Regions from separate parts of the Danio rerio genome. Here region 2 is linked to region 1. A link is a contact called in public Hi-C data. All regions are on one chromosome and are shown on one strand. Each heading gives the region's core, a stretch centred on a gene start, on an enhancer-like site or on the middle of the called end of the contact. The rest is flanking DNA. Distances are from core to core; before and after follow the strand shown.

Region 1 (3,798 bases), core at 256-2,755:
TTTTTTTTTTTGTTCAAAATTCTTCACAGAAAAAGCAAAAAATGTCTGCAGATTCTGCCTGGCCCTTATAATGGGAACCCTAACAAATGGGTGAACTGACCAGGTTGTAACTGTTATTAGCTGTACACTACAGCAATATGGCACACTTCAGCTACTAAAGTGAACATCAGCATAGCTGTGACTTCCTGCGAACTCATGCCAAAATCAGCACTCTGGCTCATGTGATAGTGCTTAAAATTTCTTAAAGCATACTTTTATTGTGTCATGCGAGTTATCAAGTCAGTTTCATTAAATATGTTTACAATGTAGATTCAGTTTCCTGAACTACCTTGGACGAAGCCTTTCGCTGGTCAACAAAAAACTTTCTCTTTTACTTGAGGGGAAATAAGACACTGATTATATCCAAACGGTGTCCTGAGGCTAGTTCTCCCATTGAAGAGGAGCTAAAACTGCAACTTGTTACGCTCCCCGCCCCCATTGCCGCTCCTGATAAAATCACTGCATTTACATGAGCATTAGCGCTCCTGAATGACAATCACTGTCCGATGACTGACTCTCGCTTATAATGACAAAGTACGACGCTTTGGAACAAAGACAGCAGCTGGGGGTGCGAAACATTTGTAACTATAGAAATGTAATCACGAGCTGTATCCCGTTTGAAAGATGAAGAACTCCCCACTTACAATCCGAAGTGTAGTAACGTATGGAGAAAGCGACTTAAAGGGACAGCTCACACTTAAAATTTCGGTCATTCTTTCCCCTAAAAATTAAGTTGTGTAGCATAGAATGGCAGCCAACATTCTTTCTTTATATTATGCAAATAAATAGTCACTAAAGCAAACATTGGGCTATAGCCTACAGAACATACCTTACATTGAATAGTTAAAAAAGCAGTAACGTTACAGGTATAAAATAATACACAGTCTCTGAGAACTGTCTCTTAAAGTCTAATGTAATGTCTAAAGTATGTGTGTTAGTCACCTTCCTGACCTAATAAAATCCTAAAAGCAGACAGTATGAAGACCAATAAGAGTGCACAATAATTTTCAATAGAGATGTTTAAATAAATGTGCGGACACGAAATAAGCACCTTGCAAACTTTATACACTGCTTTCTGGACATACAAAGCGACATATGTAGCCAGGCCAAACTGTACGCACAGTGTATTTACATGGCTTTTTTAGTACACGGAGCCTACCAAACGAATCTGACAGGCTTAACAAGTGTACCGCATTTCGTGTAAATAAAATCAGTGTAACTCACCCTGCACTCCTTTGTTGGGAACATCGTTGACGTTGAAACCTTTGGAACTGTAGGCAGTTCTGACTTCATTGCAGTTCTTTGACTTCTGATCAGCCTGAGCCGACGCCAAAACCACCACAGACATACATACTGTAAACACAACGATCATCTTCATCGCTGACTGCTTAAGTAATGAAGCACCAAAAATGAATACAAAACAAAAGGTTCAGTCACGAAATCTCTTCGATTGGCACTTCTGGTTGCCTCATGGGGATGCGGAGTCTTTCTGTGTTTAACTTCTTTCAGACGCTCGGGTCTCGCGAGCTGGATTTTCTTGAGTAATAAAAAACCGGGCCTCCGAAAAGAACAACGAGCGAAACAATCCCGCAGTGTATACCGAATAAAAAGCGAGCAAAAGTAACAAACAGCAAATAAGTCACGACTTTATTCTCTTAGTTTCTGCTTTTTAAAAAAAAGAAGAAAAAACAACAGCAAGTCTGCGCTATGTCCAGTGCTATGCACGCGCACACGTTCAATGCTGTAAAATCAAGGCACTTCAAAGGCAGTTTCTTCTTTTGAAAAGATCCGCGAAGCAGTTCGCTGTGTAGAAGAAAAAGCGACAAAATTTGCTATCAGAAGTTTTGGGAAAGTTTTCCACCCTCTCGCGCTGAAGTGAAGTCGGGACGCAGAGTGGGAATCGAGAGTCGCTTGTGCGCGCGGCGAGATCTCAGCACAGAGTCAGGACTGCGCGAGCACGCAGCCGAGTTCCGGACAAAGAGCGAAACACACGGGGTGGAGCATGGCGCGCGCAGGAGGCTACAATATTAACATCTGTAGTCTGCCGGTAGGCTATTCATGAACATACTGTACAAATCAAACCTGAAACGTGATGATATACTAGTGACATTTCACTGGGGCTTTTGCCAATTTAACTGACGGTAAAAAGTATCAGGGTGGCTTCTTCTATATTGTTCACTATAGTGTTTATACAACGGACACTTATCTCGTAAGGCCATGGGAGAGGATATTTGAATGGCAGGACAGAGGCAGACAGACAGACAGATAGACACATAGACAGATAGATAGATGATAGATAGATAGATAGATAGATAGATAGATAGATAGATAGATAGATAGATAGATAGATAGATAGATAGATAGATAGATAGATAGATAGATAGATAGATAGATAGATAGATAGATAGATAGATAGTAGTTCTATTAAAAATGACCTTTACACTGATTATTTTGTGCAAGTGAAATTCTAGAACAGTAATCATTATGTTTAATGGGGACATCTGTCAGCAGATGAATAAAAAAAATACCAGGCAATACTCATTTTGGAAATTGACTTAGATAAAGACTATTTCTTGTACATTATGTTATTTTAACAGTTACTTAAAAATAACTGCATACTCTAACTTGAAAAGTAATTACACAACTCAGGTTACTTGCGATGCATTACCTAAACACTGTTAATAATACGTTTGAATTAAACAACATTTGTGTTCAGTAGTCTATTCAAACAACACAAATTAATTGTGGTGCTTCTAATTATCCAATAAAAAACTAGCCCTAATTGCAAACATTTTACAAAATACACATCTCATGTCAGTATAAAATGACAATTTACGCTTTAAACAAATAGAATTATATGATTAAGTTAACTTTCTTTTTTTTTTTTTTTTTTTTTTTTTTTTTAACTCTGTTTTTATTGAAATATGTTAGTCAGAGAGCCACAGCATCAGATACACAGAATCATTAGACATCAACTGATCCAATGTGGTGGTAGAATACAATTTTGCTCACGTTTTCTTTCTCTCTGAATAAAATATAGTTACATATTCATGCATTAAGGAAAAAAACAAAACAAAAAACAACAACAACAACAACAACAGTGCCGAGAATATATAAATACAAATACTCAAAGGGTACAGCAGTAGAAAATAAAATAATAATAAAATATATATATAAAAACAAAAAATAAAATAAATAAATAAAAAAAACACACTCTCCACTCATAACCAAGCCAGGGGTAGGGAAGATAAGTCAGCTATATACTTGCATACAAATACACATACATATATACATGTTTATTTATTTATTATTTTTATTTTTAAAGTGTAAGAGGAATGGTTGCCAGATAGTGTCAAATTTTTCAGTATCACCGCAAACTGTATATCTAATCTTTTCTATTTGCATAGACTGCATCAGATCATGCATCCAATGTATGTAACTGGGTGGGGAAGGATTTTTCCAGTTTAGTGTTATAAGCCTTTTAGCAATTATTAAACAAAAAGCAAGTGCATTTGATTGTGTAGATGACAAAGAAACATTTGTAGGGTTAAGTCCAAATAATGCTACTAGGGGGCATGGCTCAATATCTAAAAGAAAGCATTCAGAAATTGATTTAAAAATTGATGCCCAAAAAGTGCTTAGCGCTGGACAAAGCCAGAAAGTATGAAGAAGAGTTGCTGGAGCTTGTCGACACCGATCACAGATTGGATCAAAACCAGGGTTAATTTTAGATATTTTTGCCTTAGTCCAATATACTCT
Region 2 (4,445 bases), core at 1,100-3,599, 420 kb after region 1:
AAATGTGATGTTAGTGCCATACAAATAGTGCTAAATGTCAAAATACTTCATTAATCCTCATTCTGTAGACTGTATTTGTGATACAATTTTGTCGGCAGAAGCATGTGAACATCTGTGCACTGTCATGCATAGCCCAGTTTCTTTCCAGGCGTATGGTCAGCATACAAAAGCGCAGGTGCAAGGTTAATGCTCAAACAGAACGGGTCCATTGGGTGCCAACTTGACCAAGTGCACACATGCTCAATTGAGCACTTTAAAAGCTGTGATTACACAGTAAGGTATGGACCTTAACTCTAAGAAAAGTGTCACATAACTATGGCCAGAGGGAATCTTTGCTTTTTCCGCGCAGAATTTTGTTAAAAATCTGCTGATTTATGCGGAATGATTTTGGGAGTATCATAACTAAAACTTTACATATGAAATAAAAAGTAATACCCTTTTAACTTGTATTTAATGTCTAAAATGCTAATCCAATTAGATCCACTTTATTTGGTAAACAAAGCAAGCATCTCATGTAATGTATCAACTAAAAGACAGAAAATATTACTTTACAAACAGTATTGTAAATAAACCATATAAACATTTTCATATTAGTTAATATTACTGAAATTATTTAAAAACTGAATAAATATAAATGTGTACACATTTACACAAGTAAATAAACAGAATCAATGATGGGCTAAAAATCTGCGGAATTCTACGCATGCAGATTCCATGTGGGCCTACTTATAACCTGTAACATGCAGTTAAATGTGAATTATGTATTTATCTTGGGCTAAAAAAGTAGTGTTTAGGATTGTAGTAGCCCAGGGTTAACCTGTTAGTCAGCACTCACTTTTGGGAATTTTACCTGACTTTAAGTATAGTGTGAAGAGCCCCTTTGTAAGACAATTGTACTTAGTGTGAACTGTCCCTTTAAGATTTGACAGCAAACCTCAAACGAAACATTTTCCTGTCGACGTTAGTAAATTAAAACACAGGAAACCACCAGCTAAGTTATTCAGTTTCATCCTCTTAAGCGTTTTTTTATTCTTTTGAAAAACCAGTGAACCGAGCTTGACTTATGAAAACAGGACATGGAGACGTCTGTTTAGTTTATTAAGTAAAGCTAAAAAACGCACGCCCCTTTTAAAATGAATGTTCATTCAGACAAGTGAACTATATCCACCACCGCCTTCTTAGGGCTCAACCCATAACCAAAACATCAGTGACCGCGAGCACAAATTTGCACGCTGAAATTTTGCATTACAATAAAATATCTCAGAAAAATTAAAATAAACACAAATCGACATATTAAATCCCTCACAAAATACATACCGTTCACCCGTGAGCTAAACGTATTGATCGATTTGTCGATCAACGTCTAACGTTATAACAAAAAGGAAGAAAGAAACAGCGCGTGGCTCAAAATACAGATGAACAAGCTAGCTCTAACATATCGTGATCTTATTTTAGGGATAGTTCACGTTTCTCACGCTGCCTCGATCATCTGAGCAGGCTGTTGAGTTGTAGTTATGTAAAAATGCGGCTGAATGAGCATAATAAAGGGTACTGTATCATCGGCACTTGTTCGCAGACTATTCCCTGCGGAGATAAAAATACACTGTAGTGTTAGCTATACACGCTAGCCTGCTTCACGCAGAGTAAATATATCAACTTGGCGTACACCGCACATGCCTGCACATTTTTGAAGTGCGTTCAGTTTGCAGGATTGCCAAGTAGGTACGTCCCTTTCTGACATTCACCAATTCAAAGGGCATGTGTGCAGCAAGGCGGTTTAGGAGGAGCCAGAGCCTGACAACACTGCTTTTCCTCCCGCGTCTGTCTCGAGCGGTTTGGTGTGTTAACATGGCGCTTGCCTACACTCTCTCAAAGGAGATAAACAAGAGGAGGGGAAGGCGGGCGAGGATGGATTTCTCCGATGGTCAGGGGGAGGCACAATTATTATAAAAATCACACAGAGCCCAAGCTACTCCCCCACCCCCACCAAGACAACTACAGCTAGACGAGATCAGACAAGGAGGAGTCGCCCTAGCTTTCCACGAGACAAAAATGACATTGTTGGCTTTAAGTGAACTTGTTAAATCATTCTAACGCACAACCGACGGACAGATGTAGCCTTTAAAGGCCAAAAACAATGCGTCCAACAATCACACACAAGACCAACATGCTCCCTCCACGCGAGCACGGAGATCTGAAGAGGCATTCCACGACCTCATTGCATTTTTATACAGAGAAGGCGTGGCTTCGCGGCTCGGCTCAGCCAATGGCAGGGCAGCGGCGGGGCGAAGGCGTTTCGGTCTGTTCGGAAGAGAAGTTCTCTAACAGCGCGAGCCCAGCACTGCTCAGAAAAGACAGATAGAGAATCAGGCGGCTGCAAAGGGTGGCAGTACGACCCTCTTTTGGGGGGGTCTGATTATAACAAAATATATACACACATATATGCATGCCCAGGGCCGCGAGATAGGTCATATGCCGATTGTAGCTATTTTAGACAACATCTAGACGTATATCTATACATTTTAAAAATGCCTATTTTACTTTTCCTGATAGACACGTCCGCTTCTATGAATCAGCGCACTTATTTGGGTACGACGTATCTGGACATTGCTAAAGGCGCGGTTGAGATCTTTATGAAGGTAAAGCATAATTTTACCCCGACTTTTTCAGCTTACTGTTGTACCTTGTTGGAGTTAAGGATCCCTATGACAGGATCAGATGAAATGAATGTGTATTGTTTCGTTTTCTTTAACAGCTGCGTGCCCGAGACCCGGCTAGTAGAGGCGACAGGTACATGCTAGTTACATTCGATGATCCACCATACGGCGTAAAGGTAAATGAATACTACTAAATTGTGTTTATATGTGGTTAAAGCGGAGATATTTTTTCTGACAGTGAGACTCTACTGTCCCTCTGGTTCGTAGCATCGGGTCAGGCGGCCTCCCGGTGGCGAAAACGGCTAATTTTTGTTAAAATATCCGCAGACCCGGAGCAGCGCAGCCTCTGAACATGGCGGACATTTTGCTTTTGTGTTGGGAAAGCTCTCGAGCGCTGAGATGGAGGCGGAGAGATTTATTATCCACCATGACGTAGCGCGTGACGCGTGCGCGGGCCAACTCGGCCCGGATTGGACGAGCAGCCTGCCCTCTATCTCGTGCCCTCCTCTTGCATTCTCATTGGCCACTGTAGCCAGAACGAATCAGCGCGATTTGATTTGTGCAAAAGCTATCAATAAGCAAATGAGGAGATGCTTTGCAGGGTTGCTTTGCTCTTTACGAGAGAGGGGCGCTTGTGAGTTGCCCTTGAAAGCAAGCATCAACTTCCTTCCCTCTCCACTCACAGTACATTCACCTCCCTCCCATTCATACAGTACTTTCCAAACACCTAACAGGTGAAAGCTGATTGAGTGTGTGCAGATTAGCTCACTGAGTCTTTCATTTTACTCAGATATTAGATTGTCAGAACATTAGATGCCTGATTGCTCGTTGTTCAGTCATCATTTACATATTAGGCATTAACAGATATATATGAAAGTGACACATTTTGCTCAAACATGTAATCTGGAACGATACAAGCTGAGATAAAACTGCTTCTAATACAAATACAATAGATCTAGTGCATATACCATGCAGCATAATTCAGTGATGGGGGTAATTTGCTTTTTTCATATACACAAAAAAGTTGTTTTCAAACTTTATGAGTAAGAATTACAGCTACAGGAGTATTTATGACCTGATGGTGTGGTAAACAGTCAGACATCTGTAAGAATAGTATGCAAACACATCTCTTTATTTACAACACTAAGGGAATGTCATGAGCAGATATCTTATAGTCATTCTTGCTGAATGGTTCACTTGATCATTCTGAGACACTAGGGCACGACTAGACTTGCACATAATATGTTCAGGGGCGTCATGCAAGTTTTTATGAGGGGACAACATTGACAGGTTTGGCATTTCTTCCTAAGACTGTGAGTCATGATAGCCTAGTGGTGTAATTATGTGTATAGGCTGGTTCAAATCCTGATCTACTTTTTTTTGTTGTTGTTGTTCAATAATCCATTCAAATTTGCAGCTGAGCTAAACTACAAATCACCCTGTATCTTTGAGTATAGAAAATAAAAAAAGCAGAACCGATATTTTGTTTGAGTTATGGAAACAATTATTATCAAGTAGCAGCTGTTATATATACACAGTAATGTCAGAATTATTAGCCCCACTGAATTATTAGCCCACCTGTTTATTTTTTCCCCACAATTTCAGTTTAACAGAGAAGATTTCTTCATCACATTTCTAAACATAGTTTTAATAACTCATTTCTAATAACGGATTTATTTTATCTTTGTTATGATGACAGTACATAATAATTTACTGGATATATTTCAAGATACCAGTATTTAGCTTAAAGTGACATTTAAAGGCTTAACGAGGTTAATTATGTTAACT

What was found. Hi-C and Micro-C count contacts between places; a contact is called where the count stands out from the background.
Region 2: a contact with region 1 is called in a Hi-C map of an unstated tissue, with 4 times the contacts expected there. The contact joins the promoter of ints6l here to the promoter of gpc4 in region 1. A contact is called at or near these places in 1 of 18 Hi-C or Micro-C datasets (an unstated tissue) and 1 of 4 datasets of contacts at active chromatin or transcription factors (embryo).

The regions. Positions count from the first base shown.
Region 1 is chr14:35,658,064-35,661,861 of GRCz12tu, forward strand. gpc4 (glypican 4) reads right to left here and starts at 1,506. Exons shown (of 9, transcript NM_131860.2): 1 at 1,264-1,506. The coding sequence starts at 1,417.
Region 2 is chr14:36,074,000-36,078,444 of GRCz12tu, forward strand. It overlaps ints6l (integrator complex subunit 6 like), which reads left to right and starts at 2,350. Exons shown (of 18, transcript NM_200434.2): 1 at 2,350-2,639; 2 at 2,756-2,833. The coding sequence starts at 2,529.